Regions from separate parts of the Mus musculus genome. Here region 2 is linked to region 1. A link is a contact called in public Hi-C data. All regions are on one chromosome and are shown on one strand. The core of a region is the stretch at or near the end of the contact, and the rest is flanking DNA. Distances in the headings are between cores, read along the strand shown.

Evidence for each region. A called contact is a pair of places that touch in the nucleus more often than the background predicts.
Region 2: a Hi-C map of the N1E-115 cell line shows a contact between it and region 1, with 7 times the contacts expected there. The contact joins two enhancer-like sites. A contact is called at or near these places in 3 of 39 promoter capture datasets (hippocampal neurons, liver and pre-B cells), 5 of 15 datasets of contacts at CTCF or cohesin (the NIH/3T3 cell line, embryonic stem cells, large pre-B cells and 2 more), 14 of 484 Hi-C or Micro-C datasets (the AML12 cell line, the Ba/F3 cell line, the C2C12 cell line and 6 more), 1 of 115 datasets of contacts at active chromatin or transcription factors (the NIH/3T3 cell line) and 1 of 9 other capture datasets (embryonic stem cells).

What each region holds. Positions count from the first base shown.
Region 1 is chr15:34,741,851-34,744,783 of GRCm38.p6, forward strand. No RefSeq gene overlaps it. Among named protein-coding and RNA genes, the nearest start is that of Nipal2, 65 kb to the left of the region's middle. Within about 2 kb of position 1,406, at least 20 of the 459 cell types and tissues checked have an H3K27ac peak or open chromatin away from gene starts, as enhancers often do. A contact at or near this core is called in the N1E-115 cell line, where this site is marked.
Region 2 is chr15:35,352,250-35,354,949 of GRCm38.p6, forward strand. No RefSeq gene overlaps it. Among named protein-coding and RNA genes, the nearest start is that of Vps13b, 18 kb to the right of the region's middle. Within about 2 kb of position 1,297, at least 3 of the 459 cell types and tissues checked have an H3K27ac peak or open chromatin away from gene starts, as enhancers often do. A contact at or near this core is called in the N1E-115 cell line, where this site is marked.

The DNA.
Region 1 (2,933 bases), core at 156-2,655:
GACTGGGCAGACTGCACATAAGACCTCCTAAATTGTAGCTGGTGGGTCTAGTGTTTATAACCAATTTCAAATGCATGTAGCCTGTCTGCCCTCTCAATTGAAGAAGCAAAAGTCTTTTTTGTTTTTTTACTCTAGATTTTCCTTCATGCCCCTAGCTCAAGGTGCTGTGAGCACGATTTTCAGGTCCAGTGGTTTCTGGATCCAGTAGATGGCCAGGTGAGTGGGAATCCCCTTGGTTACTCCTTTTTTGTTGCAAGCAATCCAACTACAAAAGAGCAAGCTGATTCTTTCAACCTCGGAGCTCCATGAAATCTAGTCTGAAAACTACTCAGGGCTCACCTTCCTGGGATTCCAGGTCAAAGAATATGCTGGATTTGCACTTGAGAGCTCATGGAAATATTCAAATTCCCAGCAAAGAGATCAAGCCTACACCCCTAATCTTATTGCTTGGGCCAAATCTACTTGAATGTGGGCTTCATCCTACCATGTGACCAAGCATTTACAAAATGAGACTGGGTCTCTGTTTCGTGAGAGATCATACAGTAGTTCCAGCAGCACACTATGTGTGTGTATGTGTGTGTGTGTGTGTGTGTGTGTGTGTGTGTGTGTTCATGCTCAGTTGTAGCTTCTACACCTGAAGCCAGCCATCATGCCGGCACTGACCGTTGCTAAGGGGGGCATGTATGTGCTTACCAACTACAGGTTCAGTAACACACAACATCTGGAGGGAGGGAAAACAACCCTAACTGTGACCGACACAGTTCCTTTGGGTAATATGGCTGATACCCTGCTCATGAAGGCGGTGTTTCTCTTGTCCTCTCCTGCTTTCTTCCTCTTGATCATTCTGGAGCCAAGACCCATAGGAAGAGTTGATTTCTTTCCAAATTCGTGCGTTGGTCTTGTTGAATCTGCCAGCCCAGGGCTGCTGACACCACCCCCAGTCAAGCTATGAGAAGCACTAACCACTTCATAGACACAAGCCAAAAAAAAAAAAAAAAAAAAAAAAAAAAAAAAAGCCTCCTTTGTAAGGTATGGAAATGTCAGACGTGCGAGAATTGGGCATCATATTCAGCTACTGTGCCTTTTCCTCAGCGCTCTCAACAGGAGCAGCACCCCAGGAGAACCCCTTCGGCATGCTGCCCCAATAGCATCAGAGACATAAGAGATGATGATGATAAGTGATTATTTCCCTGTCTTAAAAGGTTTTCTTGTGTCACAGAAAGGATTTGTCATGGATTTCCTTCTAAAAGTACACACCCTAAACCCACTTCCACACATGATTCGATTTAACCCGAAAAATCTTTATAAAACACACCTAAATGCTTTTTGAGATACAAGGACAACCACGACTAAAGTGCAGCGGATCTACCCGCCAGCAGGGGGAGCTCTTCCCCCTGGTTCAAGCTGCCATTCCAGTTCTCTAGTGGTCCACCCTTTTGCTCAAAAAACTTTGCTTGGGTTTAAAGAAGGTGGAGTAAAGACAGAAGCCGGCTGTCCAAAACAACAGATACGGGGACGGGATGCGGGGGAGGAGGGTGGTGTACTTTATCCCGAGGGCAGAGGACAGCTACTAAAGGATTCTCAGAAATGTGCGGCTTTGTATTGAGGCATCCTGTCTTTTTTGGCTCAGTATCTGACCTATTTGAGAAATCTATTGAAACACGCCACTTGGCACCGATTGTGATGCTGTTAGAGAGTTCATGGGCAAGACATTCTGAGAAAGGGATTGAAGATAAGCATCAGGAGGAAAGTACACTGCCTCCAGAAAACCAAGAAAGGCAGAGCCACCCTTGAGCTGGACCGCAGTGCAACACAATGCACGCATGGAATCCAAACATGGTCCAGAGACCAAAAGCTCTCATAAGCAAATGAGGAGTGACTTTTCTAAAGAAAGAGCTGGGAAAATGGTATTTCCTTCCTGTGCTGAGAAACAAAGTAAAGATACTCTGGGGAAAAGACGTGAGCTCCTAGGCACACAACTGGGTGCCATCTGTCACCCGCAAACAGCTGTGGCATGGAGAGTACAACCACATGTCTTTAGAGCTTCCCAAAGGAACCAAGAGAAAGTGACGAAAAGGCGAAATCAGTGTCTTCCTAAACGCTTATAACAGAATCAGGCTGCTGGGCTCTCCTTCCTGGGTGACTCTATTTGGCTTCTCATGACTAGATCCTCTCTAGCATCCAGCATCCAGGAGGATCTTTAAATCTGATCTTCTTAGAATCCCTCAAGGGCCTTCCATTACCTCCAGGCTAGAGTCCTAACTCTGTAATGTGATTTGGGAGAGCCCTGCAGACTCTCATCCCCGAGGCCACCATGTCTCAGTTCTTGTCCTTTCTGCTCTCTATGCCTTTCTGAAAGCCTTGCAGTTTTGTGTTTCGGGTGGTTCTGGAGGCCAATGTCCTTCCTTCTGTCTTCCATCACAGTGCTGGTTAGATGTCAAATGCATGTTGGACACTGTCCTGGAGATGGAGACCTGCAAATGCTTTCTCTTCCCTGGGTTCTACCACACTCAGGGTCTCGTTCTCTCAGTGTGTCCCCTTCCATATCCTTTTCCTCGTTTCCGTTAAGATATGGAATTATAAATTACTTCATTATGGGAGCCACCTTGACCCCACAAGAGTGGAAGAGACATTAGACTCTCCCCTAAACAATTCTATGCTTAATCCTTCGGTTTCATTTGTATAACTAGCTACTGACCCCTCGACACCACCATAAACACAAAGGTGGGGCTTTCCTTGCTGTATCTTCATGTTTAGTCCTGCATCTAACACTCCTTGAATTAACAAGGTTTATTATTAATGAAGTCTGGTCTGTGAATGGTATAGTCCTTGTCATATGCTATCTGGCTTCCCTGGTGCACTGTAAGGAATATTCTTCCTTCTCTGGAAGCTCCTGCTTATAGACAGCTCCATCACCTTAATATTTTATGGAA
Region 2 (2,700 bases), core at 47-2,546, 610 kb after region 1:
TCTCAGCTGAGTGGGAGATTCCACTATAATACATTTGCATTGAGTGAATTCATCTGGAAGGCCATGGAGGACAGAGCTACTAATGATGGCAGGTGGATGAGGTGGGCCATTGGTGGGTGGGGCGAAAGATCTCTAAATGAAGTCCCAACTACCAATACCCAGTGACACCTGAGCACAGAGAGAGTGAGAGACACAGCTCTGGGGTTAATCCGTCAGGTTTTTTGTTTTGTTTTGTTTTGGGTGTGGGGTGTGGGTGAGACAGGAACTTATTATGTAGACCAGGCTAACCTCAAACCTCAAACTCCTAGAGATCTGCCTGCCTCTGCCTCTGTTTCCTGAATGCTAGGATTAATGGTTCTGTGCCATCTGGCCCAGCTAATTCTGCAGGTTTGGGAAAGTGGGCAGGAGCTATTACAGGACAGTTTGCGTGCACACACACGCACACACACACGCACACACACAGAGAACATATCTTTCCTCTACAGCTGCATCTTGTCATTGCTGGGTCTGGTAGATTTAGCATCAGATGTCAGATAATCTCTCTGATACCTCCAGCTGACTCATCCTTTTCTGTATTTGTTTTTCTTTGTGACTCAATAACTGGGGTGAAGAGAAGGAGTAATTTAGATCATTACAACAGCTTTAAACCAAATACTGAGAACAGCTTTAGTAGCTGAGATAACTGTCTTTAAAGATGTAGCCAGACAACCTGTGTACCAGCACCACCTGCAGGGGGTGAGAAGGCCTGCACAGGCTGTGACACTCAGCAGAGACCTGGGATGCTAGAAAAGCAGGTTGGGGGACTTGTTTTGTTTCAAAATACTCGAATCCTTTTCTTCTTTCTTTCTCTCTCCCTTTTTTTAATGATCATCCTGGTGACTTCTACCTAGGCTTCTGAAAACTTGAGGGCAAGAGTCGTAAAATTAAAATTTATTATTGGTTCCAGGATATAATTAACGATCCTTTGGTGAGCATCTCCTGAAAGCCTAATCTCAGCATCTGAGGAGAACACGAATTTAACGGCAGCCCCTAGCCAAGCTCACGTACACTCTGAGCTTTACACTTACGCACTTATACTTAGAACTTTAAGGTGATAGGTAAATGTTAGTCTGTGGTGTATGCCTTGCTGCTGGGATACACATGTGCTGCAGGCAGACCACTTAAGGATGGGGGTCCAAGACAGGGAGTCCCCAGCCTGTGTTTCCCCGGGTGAGAAACAGCAGGGTCTGGGAAGGATGCTGTGGTTCTCAATCTCCTGTGTACCCAGACGCTACTGGGGACCCAGAGGAGTTGAGAACGGTGGTCTGAGAATCTTAGCATCCTGTATGCACCAGTCAAGAAGGTGATGGCAGGCGCTTGGACTGGGCAGAGTCCAGTTTGTTTCCCAGTGATGGCCGAGAGTACAGAAGGGTTGAAAGAGAGAAGGCCTTCTCTGAGCGATTTAGGGAGGATTTTTTACTACGAAGCCTCCCCTCCCCCCAGTCACTGATAAAGGAGATGATCCTTGTTTGTCCAAACTCACGGCAGATGTGAACGCATATGTCTTACTCAGGAAGAAGCAGGAAGTAAATACCCTTTGCAGGAAAAGATGCCCAGGAAGGGAGCTCATTGGCTGAACACTCAGGCCTCTCTAGACACCTCATTAGCATGGAGAACTCCAGGTTTTTATGCTATGTGACTGATTGTCATGGTCACTTCAGTGCTGTGTCATGGTCATGTGTTCCAGAACAGGTAAGTCTGGCCAGGGTCTGGTTCCAACACATGCTATTCTTAATTATGAGATTTTTCAGGGGTTTTGAACCTGTTTCCACCTTACAGGTCTTCTGTCTGGTGGCACAGTCCACTTGCCCCACAGGTAAAGTTAGGAACTGATTCTATCGAGGAGGCTCAGCCTTCTCCGGAGCAGGCTGGCCAGTACTGCAGCTGTTGTGTTGCTCTCCTACATCTTCCAGGGATGAAGGATAAAGGCTATTTCATAGCTTTTGTTTTAATTAGGTATTTTCTTCATTTACATTTCAAATACTATCCTGGAAGTCCCCTATACCCTTCCCCTGCCCTGCTCTTCAACCCACCCACTCCTGCTTCGTGGCCCTGGCATTCCCCTGTACTGGGGCATATGTTCTTTGCGAGACCAAGGGCCTCTCCTCTCATTGATGGTCTACTAGGCCATCCTCTACTACATATGCAACTAGAGACACAGTTCTGGGGGGGGGGTACTGGTTAGTTCATATTGTTAATACTCCTAAAGGATTGCAGACCCCTTTAGCTCCTTGGGTATTTTCTCTAGCTCCTTCTTTAGGGGCTCTGTGTTCCATCCAATAGATGACTGTGAGCATCCACTTCTGTATTTGCCAGACACTGGCATAGCCTCAACAAGAGATATCAGGGTCTTGTCAGCAAAATCTTGCTGGCGTATGGAATAGTGTCTGGGTTTGGTGGTTGTATATGGGATGGATCCCCGGGTAGGGCAGTCTCTGGATGGCCCTTTCTTCCATCTCAGCTCCAAACTTTGTCTCTGTAACTCCTTCCATGGCTATTTTGTTCCACATTTTGGGCTTCCTTTTCTTGAGTTTCATGTGTTTTGCAAATTGTATCTTGGGTACTCTAAGTTTCTGGGTTAATATCCACTACCAGTGAGTGCATATCATGTGTGTTCTTTTGTGATTGGGTTACCTCACTCAGGATGATATCCTCCAGATC